Linked DNA regions of Sus scrofa: region 1 is linked to region 2. A link is a contact called in public HiChIP or PLAC-seq data. All regions are on one chromosome and are shown on one strand. Each heading gives the region's core, a stretch centred on a gene start, on an enhancer-like site or on the middle of the called end of the contact. The rest is flanking DNA. Distances are from core to core; before and after follow the strand shown.

Region 1 (3,480 bases), core at 96-2,595, 150 kb before region 2:
TCAGGAAGTTGGCGCCCTGAGAGTCCCACCTGTCTTCCTGGGCATGGTGGTATCTGTCCCCCTCCTATTGACTGCCACCACCAGTGCTGTGCTTCCAGCTGAGAATGAACAGCCTGGACGTGGAGTTCTCACAGTCCAGCTGCCCTCACCTCCTGCACATTTCTCCCAAGTTGAGGAGAAAAGAACACACAAATGAAAGGCCAGCTTTTCAGGTGAGACTCTCTAAAACACTAGGGGAACGTCAGACTTTGAATCAGGGAGTAAGAAAGCAAGGCCCATAATCAGAGATTTGAGATGGATGGCGGGAGTTGCCCAGAAATTGTGCTCCAAAGGGGACCAGTCCTTGATGTGTATGTTGGAGAAGCTCTTTCTGGTGTCAGGGTCACTGGTGGTGTTGCCCCATGCCTCTCAGCCTGTGCGCCCCCTCAGTGGACCAGCTCCTCCTCTGGAGGGTGGCCATTCGGCTATTCTTCTGCAGATCACCCCTGCCAGCCCGAAGCCTCAACTGCTGGCTGCCCACACCCACTTCCCCAGCACTGCTTCCCAGACTTACTAGGTGCTTAGCAGTGACTCTCTCTTTTTTTTTTTTTTTTTTTTTTTTAAGGATAGTTGATTTACTGACTAGGAACCATGAGGTTGCAGGTTTGATCGCCGGCCTTGCTCAGTTAAGGATCTGGTGTTGCCCTGAGCTGTGGTGTAGGTCGCAGATGTGGCTTGGATCTGGTGTTGCTGTAGCTGTGGCTCCAATTTGACCCCTAGCCTGGGAACCTCCCTATGCTGAGGGTGCGGCCCTAAAAAGCAAAAAAAAAAAAAAAGCATAGTTGATATACAGTGTTTCTTCATTTTCTGTTGTACAGCAACGTGACCAAGTCACACACAGTTTCCTGTGCTGTACCATAGGGCCCCACTGCCCATCCATTCCAAGGGTAGCAGTTTGCATCCCCAAACTCCTCATCCAACACGTTCCCTCCCCACGCCCCGCTGGCAGCCACAAGTCTGCTCTCCTTGGCCATGGTCTGTTTTTGTTTTGTAGATAGGATCATCTCTTGCAGCGACTGAGGTTCAAGTGCTTGGCGGGACTGGCTACTTAATTTATGAGGCCCAGGGTAAAAGGCAGACGCAAGGGCCGTTGTTCAAAAATTGCGAAGGGTTTCAGGATGGCCTCAGCAGTTCCTTCCCACAGTGGGGGCAGACCCGAAAGCACGGGGCCTCCAACTGCAGGCGAGAAGCCAGCCTGGTGCTAGGTGTCGTGGTTGGGAGTTAGCAGGAGCTGCTCTGGGGCTCCGTGACTCTTAAGCCCAGTCACCGTGAGGGCCTTTGGCAGATCCCTGCCCTGTGATTCAGACGGAGTCATTCAGACAGGAACTGCCCGGGGTCCGGGCGCCCCTCTCTTTCCTGAAGTGGTTGGGGCCAGGCAGGATGGAGCTGTTTAGTGTTTCATCCAGGCTGGCGGGGCAGTCCGTGTGGTTTCCCTGGCATCTCCAGAACTGGCAGCAGACCAGACGGAGTCCAGGATCTTCAGGCTCTCCGAGGGCTGGCCAGGCTGCTGTCCTGTCGGTGAGCCCTATGGTGAGGGAGCTGCGGCCGGGGCCCCAGGGAGCCACCTCTCTGGAGTCTGGGATCCATCTGCTCCAGGTGGGAGGCCTGCGTTTCAAATTAGGAAGCCCTGCCTGGGTGTCCAGCATCATGTGGATGCTCTTTGGGGAAGAAAATAGGGTCCTTGCCCCCAGTCATTTTGCAGTCTCTTTGGGCACTGCGTGGGAAACATCCCAACAAGCTTGGGACCTGTGGAAGATACTGATGTGTAGGACTGGCCTGTGAGGGAGACAGTAAGCTCTGGGCATAAGGGAGGGAAGAGATTTTCGTTCCTGAAGGGCCAGCTTTTGTAGCATTTCCTACACTGAGACGACGTCACCCAACAGGGGTGGTGAGGAAGGATCGGCCGGCAAGTGATGCAGCAGAAGCCCACGTGCAATTTCCCCAGATGCAGAAGAAAGGTAGGCTTGTCTCTAGCCAACGTGCAGAGGCCTCGGTGCTTCTCTTCTTTGAGAGGTTCTCTCGCAGAGGCACAGGGAGCGGCCTGGCTCTCGAGGCTCAGGGAGGAGAACGGCAAGTGCAGGCCCGAACATCTGGCCAGGATGGAGCTGGGGTGGGAGGTGGGAGGGATGAGACAGGAGCAGACCCTGTGAACAGCATCTCTTGCCCCTCCCTCCCTCTGCCTTCACACCGGACCATCCAGCTGCTTCCCTCCCTGAAATGGGCAGCGGCTGTGTGTGGACATGAGGGCGAGGAGTGGGTTCATGGGCACCTCGGCATGCTGGCTGGCCCCGCGTCCTCCAGGGAGTGAAGGCATCTCTTGTGACCTCCTCTTGTGCTGTGGCCTCAGGCTTCTGTGGCACAGGGCGTGCCGGGGCTCCTACCCTTCTGGAGCTGTGAACGAGATCAGTGGGAGCTGATCTATTAGAGCTGATGGAAGTGGGGAGAGGAGGTAGGTGTCTGAAGAGCCGGTGAGGGGTTCTGAGGGTGCTCCTGGCACATTCAGGTACGGCCTTCATCTTTCAAAGCCACACAGTGCAATTAGCACGATCATCCCCCAAATGAGCGTTGAGTGCACTGTCCCAGACGGAGTTCTGTGAGGAAATAAAAACATCTTAGCGAGGCTGGCATTTTTTTCCCCCTTTTTTAATTGAAGTATAGTTGATTTACAATGTTGTATGTGTTTTTTTGTTTTGTTTTGGTTTTTTTGTCTTTTTGCCATTTCTTGGGCCACTCCTGGGGCACATGGAGGTTCCCAGGCTAGGGGTCTCATCGGAGCTGTAGCCACCAGCCTACACCAGAGCCACAGCAACGCAGGATCTGAGCCGCGTCTGCAACCTATACCACAGCTCACAGCAACGCCGGATCCTTAACCCACTGAGCAAGGCCAGGGATCGAACCCGAAACCTCGTGGTTCCTAGTCGGATTCATTAACCACTGCGCCATGACGGGAATTCCTGTAAGTGTTTTTTTAGGTTTTATCGAAGTATGGTTGATTTGCAAGGTTGTGATAATTTCTGCTGTACAAGAAAGTGCTTGGGTTATACATAGACACACATCCATTTCTCTTTCAGATTCTTTTCCCACACAGATGATCACAGAATACTGAGTAGGGATCCCTGTGCTTTACAGCAGGTCCCCGTTGGCCAGTCGTTCCATGGACCCCAGTGTGCATATGCCCATCCCAAACCCCCAGTTTGTCCCTCCACATCCCCACCTTGTCCCCTTTGGTAACCACAGGTAGAATATTGTGTTAATTTCAGACGTATAGAAAAGTGATCAATTTTATATATGTGTGTGTGTGTATACATATGTACATATTATATATGTATACATATAAGAATGTGTGTTGTTTTCCAGATTTTTTTCCATTATAGCTTATTACAAGATATTGAGTATAGTTCGCTGTGCCCTACAGTTTGGGATTAACAGAGGCTGACCTGT
Region 2 (3,366 bases), core at 852-3,351:
ACCATGAGACCTTGAGAGCAAGAACCACATATCCGTACTCTTTTCCAGATTCTGCATCAAACACATTACGCCACACACAGTCTGCATCACTGCAAGTTCTTTGCCTCCTTTTAGATCGTAATGACTGTGGCAAAAGCTTCCCTTCCAATCACGTGGTGTGTGTGTGTGTCCATGTCCAAGGTCCCCTTTTCATTAAGGGCACAGCCAGACCGGAGCCCACCCTGCTCCATCATGACTTTATCTTCCCTAATGACATCTGCCGTGATCCTTTTTCTAAATAAGGTGACATTCTGAGGTATGGGGGGGGGGCGCGTAAACATACAGATTTTGGAGTGGGGGGACACAAGTCGTATCAGGGGGTGACAGAACCCGAGTATGTATATGAAATCTGTTTTGAATTCCATCTCAAAACTCGGAGCAGGAGTTCCGTTTTGGCTCATCGGTTAATGAATCCAACTAGCATCCATGAGGTTGCGGGTTCGATCACTGGCCTCGATCAGTGGGTTAAGGATCTGACGTTGCCGTGAGCTGTGGTGTAGACCAGCAGCCACAGTTCCAATTTGACCCCTAGCCTAGGAACCTCCATATGCTGCAGGTGCGGACCTAAAAAGCAAAAAAAAAAAAAAAAAGCCTCGAGCCTTTCATTTTCGTATAGGTCTTTATATCATGCATTGTTCCTACTAAACTGTCTGGGAAATGGTCTCTTTGGTGTTGCGGGGGCATATGGATCACTGAGGATGATGAGTGAGAATTACCTGCTCCCCCCCCACCACTTTCATCTCCCTAACTTCTCTTATCATCATCCATGGGCTTAGAGAAAGCATGAATGGGGAAATGTGATCCTGGGGTGTGAGAGAAACTTGATCTTAGCCTGTGCTCTGCCCTGGAAATTTCCTAGTCAAACCCCAAGACTTTAACCAAAGGCAGAGTTTTGTTTTTTAGGGTCTACTAGTTAATCATTATATATTGTGATTAAATTGGGTCCAAAAAAAAAATTTTTTTTTTGCTTTTGACTATTTAGGGCTGCACCTGTGGCAAAGAGAAGTTCTCAGGTTAGGAGTGGAATCAGAGCTGCAGCTGCCGGCCTACACCCCAGCCACAGCAACGCAGGATCTGAGCCACATCTGTGACCTACACCATAGCTCATGGCAACACCAGATCTCCGACCCACTGAGCAAGGCCAGGGATCGAACCCACATCCTCATGGATACTAGTCGGATATGTCTGCTCCGCCACAACGGGAGCTCCAATTGGGTCAAATGTGGGTGAATTTTGGAGACACTTTTCTAATGAGAAAAGAAGCTGAGAAAAGAAATCAGCCCTTTTTTGTGACCATCACATTCACAGTCCTAATTTGTGGGGGACTCTTTGGTAGTGAGAAGAAGGGCTGGTTTGTATCTAGAAGAGGTCTACAGAGAGAAGGGTTTGGGATCAGAAAGTACTTTCAGAATGAGGTCCCAACCAGACCTGGGTCTTCCCACTGACCGATTACTTGCGGCTTTTCCTCTCTCTTCCTTGTGTGTTTCTCTCCCATATCAAGACCTTCAGACCAAGGGCAATGTGGATTATTTCCCAGTTTTCCAGCTGGGCCGTTCACCAAGAACAAACCCAGACATCAAGGCCAGACCGAAAAAAAAAAAAAAAACTTCTTGTTTTAGACAGAAGACTCCTACATCTGGGGGATTTAATGCACCCACTGTCCTCTCAGTGCACTTCCTGTGTCCGGAGCTTCTCTGCCTGCCGCCTCTGGTCTCATAAGTTTCCATACCCCGCTGCCAACTTATAATAACAGAGGCAGCAGGGCAGCAACGTCAGAATCCACTCCAAACGTGGGCACGTGCTTTGCAACCTGAAACAAAGCTTGGAAGGGCTCAAGGCAGACCTTTCGGCCTTGACAGTGGTTGTGCCCAGACCACCAGGAGCCTGGAATTAAATACCCTTAGATCCAGTTCTCTGCCATTAATGTTATCAGCTTCATCAAGTACTTCCTCTTTCAGTGGTGTCTGCCGAGAAATAAATAAATCAAGCTCCTCCGAGTCCTGTTCCTGCCCAGATCCTGAGTCAGAAGTAAGATCTGAGCTGGATTGTCCAGAGCACTATCTCCCTCCGTCATTGTTCCCAAAATCTAGGCAGGAACAGAGAGTGAAATTTCTCCAGGACATTACATCAGTTCCTCTTTTCCCCTTAGCATGAAAGTTCTTCCTCTCGCAGCCCTCCCCGACTTCCTAAGGCTTGTCCTGAGTGCACACCCATCCACTGAGCCTTGAAACCCAGGACATCAAAGAAAGCCTGCAGGTAACCAGACGACTGGCCACCGCCTGTGTCCGTTTGGAAATTTGTAAGACAGGAAATGGATTCGGGAAATGGGATTTTGAAATACATCGTCTTCATCATCCTTGAGTGTTTTTAAACCTGAATAAGTTTAATGAAAGGGAGACGTTCTGTAAATGGCATTTAGAAGAAAATATATGAAACTTCAAAATGCAGCTGTCTTAAATATGGCTTCCCGTGATCATATTCGGTGACAAATGAGACGTGAACCATGGACAAAAGATAAATTCATTTTTGTGGAGGGCAGAATTGATCCATATTAGCTCTGAAAAGAAAACGTGCCTCATCCCTGAGAGATCACAGATCATGTCTATCATACTAATTATCGCAGCTATTAAATAAGTTAATTCCACGGGCCCAATCGGTACCCTGTAAGTATTTACTTGCACTGAGGTTAAAGTGAGGAAGTTGGTACTTGTCATCCCAACCTGTATCTTGCAAGGTTGAGTACTTTAAATCCCTTTATAAAATTATAATCAGAGATCCTTCACATCTCCTGAAAACGAATAGCACCTCAGTATCATCAGCTATTTTATGAATGTGCACATTTTTCCAACAGTCTCATAAGAGTTTTTATAGTTGATTTGAATCACAACCCAAGCAAGTCTGTCTGTACTTTGCAGATGGTTTGATGTGTCTCTTAAGTCTTTCTTTTTTCTTTTTAGGGCCGCACCCTCAGCACATGGAAGTTCACAGGCTAGGTAGCAATCAGAGCTGCAGCTGCCAGCCTACACCACAGCCACAGCAATGCCAGATCCTTAACCCACTGAGCAGGGCCAGGGATCAAACCCACATCCTCATGGTTACTAGTCAGGTTAGTTTCCACTGAGTCACAGTGGGAACTCCTCTTAAGTATTTTTTAATCTATATATAGGTCTCCATTTCTATCTTTCTAGTGCGTATGCTTGCACACTCTCTCTCTCTTTGCTAGCTGTTTAAGAAAGAAGGTGGCCATGTTAATGTAACTTTTCCCCTGTATATGGTATAACCTTTTTTCCCCCCTCTGGTTGCTTTCAAGATTTTCTCTTTATCTTT

Evidence for each region. HiChIP or PLAC-seq counts read pairs in DNA pulled down with a chosen protein or histone mark.
Region 1: a contact with region 2 is called in an H3K27ac HiChIP or PLAC-seq map of alveolar macrophages. The contact joins two enhancer-like sites. A contact is called at or near these places in 1 of 47 Hi-C or Micro-C datasets (liver) and 1 of 2 datasets of contacts at active chromatin or transcription factors (alveolar macrophages).

Annotation. Positions count from the first base shown.
Region 1 is chr5:60,702,421-60,705,900 of Sscrofa11.1, reverse strand. The region is part of intron 1 of ETV6 (transcription factor ETV6); the gene reads left to right. Among named protein-coding and RNA genes, the nearest start is that of ETV6, 73 kb to the left of the region's middle. Within about 2 kb of position 1,345, at least 12 of the 83 cell types and tissues checked have an H3K27ac peak or open chromatin away from gene starts, as enhancers often do. A contact at or near this core is called in alveolar macrophages, where this site is marked.
Region 2 is chr5:60,551,681-60,555,046 of Sscrofa11.1, reverse strand. All of the region lies in intron 4 of ETV6 (transcription factor ETV6), which reads left to right. Among named protein-coding and RNA genes, the nearest start is that of BCL2L14, 200 kb to the right of the region's middle. Within about 2 kb of position 2,101, at least 26 of the 83 cell types and tissues checked have an H3K27ac peak or open chromatin away from gene starts, as enhancers often do. A contact at or near this core is called in alveolar macrophages, where this site is marked.